Linked DNA regions of Rattus norvegicus: region 2 is linked to region 1. Evidence: chromatin contacts called from public Hi-C data. All regions are on one chromosome and are shown on one strand. Each heading gives the region's core, a stretch centred on a gene start, on an enhancer-like site or on the middle of the called end of the contact. The rest is flanking DNA. Distances are from core to core; before and after follow the strand shown. Region 1 overlaps LOC134482422 (a long non-coding RNA gene). Region 2 overlaps Myo16 (myosin XVI).

Region 1 (4,340 bases), core at 1,045-3,544:
GATCCTGATAGCTGGCCTGGTTTTCAGCCCTTGTTTACAGAGTCTTAATATAAAGATCCTGCTGCCCTGTGTGTCCTAGTCAGGAGTCCACACAATGAAGGGAGAACCAAGGGAGTGTGGCTAGAGGCTGGCGCTGGCTCACAGCACTTTCTGAGCTCCCTGAAAAGATTTCAGCTTCGGTGATGTCACGGCTCAGACACCGGCCATAAACACCTTCTATTGTGATCCCTTCCCAATGGAAATTGTTGTTCACATGAGACAGGCTTGGGTTAAAGGTCTCAGCCTTGGCGAGACGGGCGAATCGCTCAAGGTCTTAGAGCTGTGAGAGGCAGGGCCAGAAATCACAGCCCAGACAGTAAAATTTCACAGCCGGTCCTCTCTTTATGATGCACAGAGAGTGGGTAGAATATCAGATATTGTTTTCCTTTAATAAATTTAAACACGTCCCCCCACCACCGCCACAGTAAATATTTGAATGGGGGAGCCTACAGGTGGCGCAGAGAGAGAAGTGCTGGGCTATGAGCTCTCTGGAGACTCAGGCAAATGTAATCTTACCTGAATAGAGTGAATGATTTTTACAAGGCAACAAAGGGCATCCCATGTTGACTCCTATGGGATTAAGTAAGCCAGCATTTCCCCCTTCCTTCAATTATCCTCAAAGTGACAGGCAGAGCACCCCAGGCCACGTCCTTCCTCTGCATCTCATGACATCAAAATACCTGGCCAAATGTGAAGATGGCATCTGGAGTGTGTCAATGACACTGTGATGGGCCAGGCTGAACTGGAAACACCTCCTGTACAGTTCCACAAGTCGTCTTCCCATAAAGCAAGAGACACGGGCATCGGTGGGGCCCAGTTCTGCTCCTGATGCTTCAACTGTGCCATGGGGAAAAAGGACCATAAGGTATTAGCTCCTTTGTTCTTGCCTAGGAGAGCGGGGAATGTTACAGTCTGTGTGGATTGGTGGAGGCTCCTTGCCCAGCCCCCGCTCCCGAAGGACAGCCGGGTTGAGGCTCTTGAAAAGCCTCAGAATGAGACCCTGTGTCAGCGGGAGCTGCCTTATGAGCTCTGCAGCAAGCGTTGAGCCTCCTGTGTTCCTCGCTCCAGAGCTGGAGACCTGTGTCATCCCTGGATGGGTCTTCATTCACATCACGCCTCTGTTCCTGGCATCGACAAGGAAGTAGCATGTGCTGTGTCCCATCCAGGCACCCTTTCTTACGCAGTAGATGGATGACTGATGTGCAGGCAAATGACATTGTCAAGGGAAGGATGGTGGAGCCTTTGTGAATATGGCTTGACATTCCGTTGCTTGCTGTCTTCTGAGGTGGAAGGCTAATTTTGCTTGATTGCTTCTGCCTGAGTTACAAGTCCAAGCTTAGGCTGACGAAGGGACAATAGACAGACTTGGACATGAAAACCCTAACTCATCACTCATCATCATCATCATCATCATCATCATCATCATCATCATCATCATCATCATCATAACCTAAGCAAGACCTAGCATTTATGATCATCTGGACGTTGTGCTGAGTAAAACCAGGGGCATCTTGATTCAGGGAGAATCCTCTATGGAACTTCCCCTGGAAGGAGACAAGATGACTCCATCTACATCCATGCCGTGGTCCTTCCCTGAGGAGGGAGCCCTAGCCATGTTAATATTCACTGATATACGGGGTTCACACCCGGAAGGGAGATTCTGTCCCCTCGGGAAGGCCGTGAAAATCTTACCTCCGTATTGCAAAGCCACCTGGACCAGTGCCTCTGACCGATCGGGTTATCTTAGAACCCATTCATGGACAACTGTGGCCATTGTAGCAAATGTTACACCAAGATACTCTCGGAGGGCTGCGGCCACTGAGCTTAGATAAGCTATGAGCATGAACGGTCTGCAAGTCCTTAGAGATGTGGGCCTCCGACGGCAACAGATGGTAAACATCCTAAAATGAATTTCAGGTGGCTGCAGAGTGCATGTCTAGAAGAGATCGATAATAGAACGATAAAATCAGCGGAGCCCTTGGCACTGACACAGTAGGGGCATCCCTTCTGAGGAGCATTGTGGGTGATGTTGAGCCCCCGTGCCTGTGCTCTGCACAGACACTAAGAATGGAAGGAGTGGCCGGTAAGCCCAGCCAGCCGACACCCTGGAGTCAGCTGTGGGAGTGACTGCCAGGGAGCTGAGGCTGGGGGATTATGTGCGAGGTGCCTGCCAGTCGAGATGAGGCTTGCTTAGCTCCTACTGGTCACGGCAGTGGGAGGCTTCCTTCCTGGCAGGCTCGGTGGAGCCGCTGGGCACAGCTGAGCCAGGTCCTTGGATGTCCCAACCATCGACAGGCTCCAAGAAGCCAGGAGCTGAGGAGACGGCTCCTGGCAGCGGGTCCTGTCCGATTCCTCTACCAAGCATTACTCTGTGGAGCACAGACTTAGTCTTCAATTGTGCTAGCACCCGCGATTGTAAAGTTTACCTTTATAGACGGGGCACAAAATGGCTTAGAATGTCCCCTGAACAGAAACACTAAAAGCCCCCTAAAGATCACTAACTATTCTCAGTGGCTGGGTCACAGGTTATGAAATAGATATTGCAAACATTGCACAATGTGATTTTAATTTATTTGGGTGGTGTTTTTGCATAAACATGTTTCCCTCAAAGTTGGGTCTGAGAAATGAAAATTAGGGGAAACCAAGAAAGATCGTGAACTCTACAGAGGAAATCAAGTGTTCCAGTAATCAAATCAAAATAGCCCGGTGATGGCGTAGGAAGCAAGCAGTTCTGTATAATTCATAGTTTCTACGCTGTTCTCACCGTGCTGCCTGTGCTAAGTGGCTAAATGTTTTGTGTCTGTGGACCCTCCAAACAAGGAAACAAAAGGCCATATGGACAATGGGAGGAGAAATAAGCAATTTCATATCATAAGCTTTGATATCATCAGATATCCTGCAGGTCAGATATTTACATTACAATTAATAATAGTAACAAAATAACAGTTATGAAGTAGCAACCAAAATGATTATATGGTTGAGGGTCACCACAGCCGGAGGAATTATATTAAAGGGTCACATCATCAGGAAGGTGGAGAACCACTGTTTTAGAAGATTATGTCTCTAAAACTGAGCACTGTGCATTACAGTAGCCTCCTCACCGGCACATATGAGCCCTGTCTGGAAAGACTGGAGCCACGATTAGCAGGGAAATTTTACATAGAAAGGGTGAATTTTTGTTGCATGTGTGTTTCTGTGTGGATATGTGTGCTCGTGTGTGTAGAGGAGCCTGCAGAGGCAAAAGAGTGTGAAGGATCTCCTGAAGCTGGAGTTACATGTGGCGGTGAGCCTCCCAGTGGGTGCTGGGAACTGAACTCCAGTCCTTGTAAGAGTACCAAGTGCTCTTAACAGTGAAACCATCTTTCCAGCCCCTCCCCCAAAAAAGTCTTAATTTTTGCTTGATTGGTAAATATTGATATCTGCGGATATCAATGGATGAAAATGCCAAGAAAATGTTTACTAAGTTTCCGAAGATTGACATCTGACCCTTCCTGGGACCAGTTTATATTTGGGTAGAGTTGGCAGTGAGGTGAGAACAGAGTCTGTAGGTCTCGAACACGGTAAACATAGCATCTGAGTGGGGACAGCAGCACAAGAGTGTCCTGAGATGGTGTCTGCAGTGCTCCCTGGGGTCCTACATTTGAAACTTCTGGTTTAGTCTTAAACTCTCCCAGTAGGTCCTGATGATTTAATAACCATGCAGAACACACTGAGGGGGAGGGGCATTTAGAAGGAACATTCTGCTCCTGACTTTCTCTCTCTCCCTCCCTCCCTCACTCTCTCTCTCCCTCTCTCTCCCCTCTTTCTTTCTCTTTCCCTTCTTCCCTCCTTCCCTCCCTCCCCCTCCCTATGCTTCCTTCTCCTGCCTTCCCTCCCTTTCTCCCTCTTCCTCCCCTCCCCCATTTTCCTTCCTTCCCTCTTCCCCCTCCCTTTCTTTCACTCTCTCCGTCTCAGTCTCTGTGTGTGTGTGTTCATGCGTGTGAGTGCAGGCCTGTGTGTCATACCTACTATGTGGAAGTCCTAGCCTTCATTTGTGTTTGAGGCAGGGTCCTTTGCATTTTGATTCTGTATGGACTAAGCAAGGAGCTTTAGGGGAGATAGTCTGGTTTTTCACCTCCCATCTCACTGAAGTAGAATGGGGATTACCCTACCGTATTCTGACTTAAGTAAGTTCTAGGGATCTGACCTCAGGTTCTTGTGCTTGCACAGCAAGTTCTTAAGCCCTGGTCCCCTCTCCACACCTCTCATTAAGACTAGCAAAGGTCTCTGGGTAATGCTTGCTGTTGGCATACCTTTGCTTG
Region 2 (4,340 bases), core at 709-3,208, 520 kb after region 1:
AACACAAACACAGACACCACAGTGGTCTTTGTGGAGTCAGCGTCTACTGGGACATTGACACAAGTAGGAAGCCAGGCTGATTTTCCTGTCTGGCCTCCTCATGGTGGCCAGTGCTAGAGCTAAAGAAATGGTTGCTCAGTTCTCAGTTTGGTCAAGTCGTACAGCTCCTGTATGACACTCAAGCAGGTTCAGCCTCTCAGCTGTCTTAAGACATGGGCATCTATGCATGCGCCTGCATGTGTTTGTGGGTGTCTCCTGCTATTGTTTGTGTCCTTTTGTCCTGCTACTGTCTGCGTGCCTGCTACGTACCAGACACACTAGGTGCTAGAGATTGGAATGAGACCACGTAGTTTTGAAGTTCACCTCCTGGAAAGGGGCTGGATGACCAACCAACAAACGAACACACCCACAGACTGAACATTTTCAGGAGGGCAGCTCTGGATGAATGAGAACCTAAGAACAGCTGCTGGGTCGAGCTGTATCTGCACAGCTAAGCTCTTTTTAGTTAATAGAAAAAGCAGTGGGAAGCTGCAGTCACAGAGATAAACTCTACAACACTTATTGTAAAGATCTCGAAGCAAAAATGGACTAGCTTCTCCCAGGAACCATGTAGCACTCGTCCAGATGAGTCATGAATGTGGAAGCAAAGGAATGGTAAGTGTGGACATTGGTGGGGTGAGAGGCCTGTCACTCGGGTCCCAGAGGCAGCCCAGGAAGGAATGGAGGCCTTACTCTCTGAGGAATGGAAGAACCCACAGGTTTAGGAAAGGCTAAGTGGACACAGGCCAAAAGAAGGATGTGGCTCTATCTGATGGTCAAAGAGACAATCATGCAAGACCCATAAAGCCTTCAGACTCAGTTATTGATGCTAGCCTTCCTGGTAGCTCATTTCTGTCATATAGACTCACTGACCCCATCATCTAAACCTTCATTTTTGTTATTAAGGTTTTAAAATATCCCCCTGCTTCCACTCCGCAGGTTCAGTCGGGGCCGCCATGCGCTCAAACACTTGTCGTATGGGTTGGTCTGCAAACTTCGCATTGCCTGCTGGGTTTGTTTTAATCATAAAAAGCACAGGTCTATTTTAGGGTATCTGTGGACATAAGGGGGGTCCTGGTGCTTCCTTAGTGTGAGCCATCAGGATGCAGAGTCAGCAGGGTAGCTGGATACGCAAGCCTACAACGATCCAAGAGTCTGAGACTCATGGTTGCTCTTGTTGTCAAGGCCAGACAGTACACTAACCCTCCTACAAGAATGTCCCGCTAGTGAGCACTCTGCAGGCCCAGCTCAGAGGGCTCCACTGTGTGCCCAGTCCTCTGCCCTCTTCCCCTGTTCCTGGCCTTCCCTCGTAAGCTCATTTGCAGGTGGAAAGGCTGAGGCGGCTTCTGTCCTTGACCTTATCTTCGATGTTCCATGGTTATGAACCAGGAACCTAGCCTGCAATATGACACTGCAATGGAAGGAATTCCTGACCACAGACTTGCCGCCTCATTGGGGCGACCGTGTTTTTATCAGTGCTAACCATGGAGCTGTGGCTTATGAGTAACACGCCAGTGTCTGCTCAAAAAACACCCTTACTCACTTAACGCCCAAAGAAGTGAAGGCGTCTATGCCCTGACTTGTTGACATTTAGATTCCAGCCCTCTGTGTAGTTCACTTCACTGCATGGGCAGCAGGTTGGTATGGGACCAAACTCTGCATTCCTTACTAAAGGTATTGCCCTTGCCTTGTACTTAAGCACTGACAGAATCACAGCAGAGACAAGCCGCCGTTTCTGTGCCATTGGGTCCGTAGAGTCCTCCCGAGCGCACACAAAGATGCACACTAGGGAAGCTGAGGACTGACCTGGGGCTAAGTCCTCAAGCCTGTTCATGCCTCCGTGCTGGAAGGGTGAGAAAGGCACCAAATGAAGAGGTTGGAGTGTCTTGATGACTAAGGAGAAGGAGAGAGAGGCAAGCAAGGAAAATGCTGTCTCAGAGTTAAAGTTTCCCTGAGACATGTCTGGGGCTGCGCCTTGCATGATGCATGTGTGTGATTCATCCTGTCTTTCTGTTGGGTGCTGGTAAACACTTGACGGTTTGAATACCTACCTATGGGGCTTGAACACTCACTACAGAGGGTATAGGTTCAGAAGACATGAATCACACCAGGATGTGACTCAAAAATAAGGGCTTGGCGTTAATGCTTGGCTATGCATACATTGACTTTTGACCTAGTGCGGGGAGTTCTAGAAAATTCTTCAACATTAACATACAATTCTGTTGTCTTCTCCTTGCTCTTAAATAGTAAAAATAGCATTCTGGGAGAGTGTCTTTCTTGGGAAACTGTACATTAAAAGTGGTTCCCCCGTCCAAGGGGACACTCAGAAGTGTCTGAATTCTTAGTTGGAGATTACAGCTGGGGATGGGGAGCTGTGGCTGGCGTCTGGTAAGTGGAGGCCAGAGATTCAACAAAACTTAAGGTATTCAAAAAGTTTGGCTGCAGACCATGGATCCATTACCTGGCCTAGAATGGAGGGTCCCCAGCCCAAAAGTCCTGCTCTGAAAGGAGGCCATGTTTTCCCAGCTCTGTGTTTTCTAGGTTCATTCCAATTAAGACACCAGTGTCTCATAGCATAGAAAGGATCTTCCAAGACTCTGTCAGCCCCAGATTTTGACCTGCATTCCTACAACCAGAGATCACAGACTTCAAGGAAGAATAAAGCTCTGTGCTCATTCAAGACTCTGTGCCCACCAGGAAGACCTTTCGGGCCAGGTAGCTTCTCCCTAGTCCTTCTCTGGGCCTGGTATATCCCTTCTCTCCAGTTTGCTTGTGTTCTGCCGCCGTCCTCTGGCATGGCAGTGCCTTTAATTCAAATATATCTTCTGATATTTTTACAGTCTCTACATGCCTAGCATGGAGAGGAAACAATACATCATGGAAGAATGAAATAGATGTAGGCAGTGTTGTGCATGCGGAGGCTGAGGCAGTAAGGCTCACTGAATGTTTGAGACCAGCCCTGGCTGCAGAATGAAGATTTTGATTGCTAGGGTTCCACAGTAGGATATTGCAATGTCAAGGGAAAAAAAAGGACACAAAGAAAAAAAAAGGAAGGAAAAAGAAGAGACTAATGAACAGATTGACAACACCTTGTAGAAGCTTCACTTTTTTTTTTTTAAGCACAGCCGCACCTTGCACAGTGGTAAAACAGCTGTGTTCTTGGTAAGAATTCCTAGCAAGCCTGAGTGGCAGCATCATGCCCAGGCGATGGCTGGAAGCTGGCAGGTAGCAAAGGACTGAGTGTCTGTGGCAATGGCATGCCTTGGCGTTTGACATTGCTTATTTCAAATTACAAGGTAAGGACAGTATTGCATTGCACGTTGGAGGTTTCCTCTTACTCAGAACACCACAGCTTCTTACTTTCCACTGAAGCCCAGCATCTTGTAGGAGACACTGACGGGTGTTTGCAGCCAATGCCTTGCCTTGTTCTGCAGTTTCTGTCGTCGTCTCTCTCACCAACAGTAAATATTGATTGTTTTCAAAATATCACTTTATGTTGCTTTAAAAATCTCCTGCTTCGGGGCACTGGGGTCAGTTTGGTGGGAACTGGCATTCTTTGCCTGAGCCCCGTGTGACTCTGGAATTTTGGTGACTGGGAGAGCCAGTTCTTAAACACCTCACAAGGGTGTCATTTCTCAGGCTTCCAGAAGGGGCAGGTGACTCCTCCAGGGCAATGGCCTTCAGGATATCCTTGAGGCTTCTACTAGTGAGTACTGGAGACTTGCATAAGAGCTCCCCAAAACACTTACTGTACGATCCCCAAGAGAACCTGGAAGGCGGGAAAGTGCAGGGGACAGCATCCTTGCACCTCTGCAGGGGGTGCAGAAAGAATGGGAGGGGCCCGAAGGACAGAACTGGTTGTATCAAGAGAAAGAAGCCAGATCTGCTGCAGCTTTGAGGGGGTGGGGTGGGTGGGGTCTGCTGTATCTGGTTCATCTCCAGCCTGGCTTCCTCCAAATGCCTTGTGCAGGAGCTGAGAAGAGGAGCTTGATAAATATTCACCTGGCAAAGCTCACGAGCTTGGAGGTGAGGCTATAAATAGAAAAGCTCTAAGGGTTTAGACTGCTACCCAGGCTGGGCAGCAGGGGGAGGGGCAGGCCGACAAGAGCACCCTCAGCAAGGGGAAGTCCAGAGAAGGAGGCAAAGCTGGAAGATTCTGGATCTGCATGGGGACCTTGGAGGCACTAGCATGCCACCCAAGGACTGGTGTGAGCAGCTGTCCTTGGAGCAGAAGTGTTCATCACAAAGACTTAGGCAAGGAGACTCTCCCCCCAGGCAGGGTGATCCTTAAGAGCCAGCGT

Evidence for each region. Hi-C and Micro-C count contacts between places; a contact is called where the count stands out from the background.
Region 2: a Hi-C map of psoas muscle shows a contact between it and region 1, with 1.7 times the contacts expected there. The contact joins two enhancer-like sites.

Annotation. Positions count from the first base shown.
Region 1 is chr16:85,109,612-85,113,951 of GRCr8, forward strand. The region is part of intron 1 of LOC134482422 (a long non-coding RNA gene); the gene reads right to left. Among named protein-coding and RNA genes, the nearest start is that of Irs2, 79 kb to the right of the region's middle. Within about 2 kb of position 2,295, at least 3 of the 93 cell types and tissues checked have an H3K27ac peak or open chromatin away from gene starts, as enhancers often do.
Region 2 is chr16:85,629,948-85,634,287 of GRCr8, forward strand. All of the region lies in intron 31 of Myo16 (myosin XVI), which reads right to left. Among named protein-coding and RNA genes, the nearest start is that of Myo16, 320 kb to the right of the region's middle. Within about 2 kb of position 1,959, at least 10 of the 93 cell types and tissues checked have an H3K27ac peak or open chromatin away from gene starts, as enhancers often do.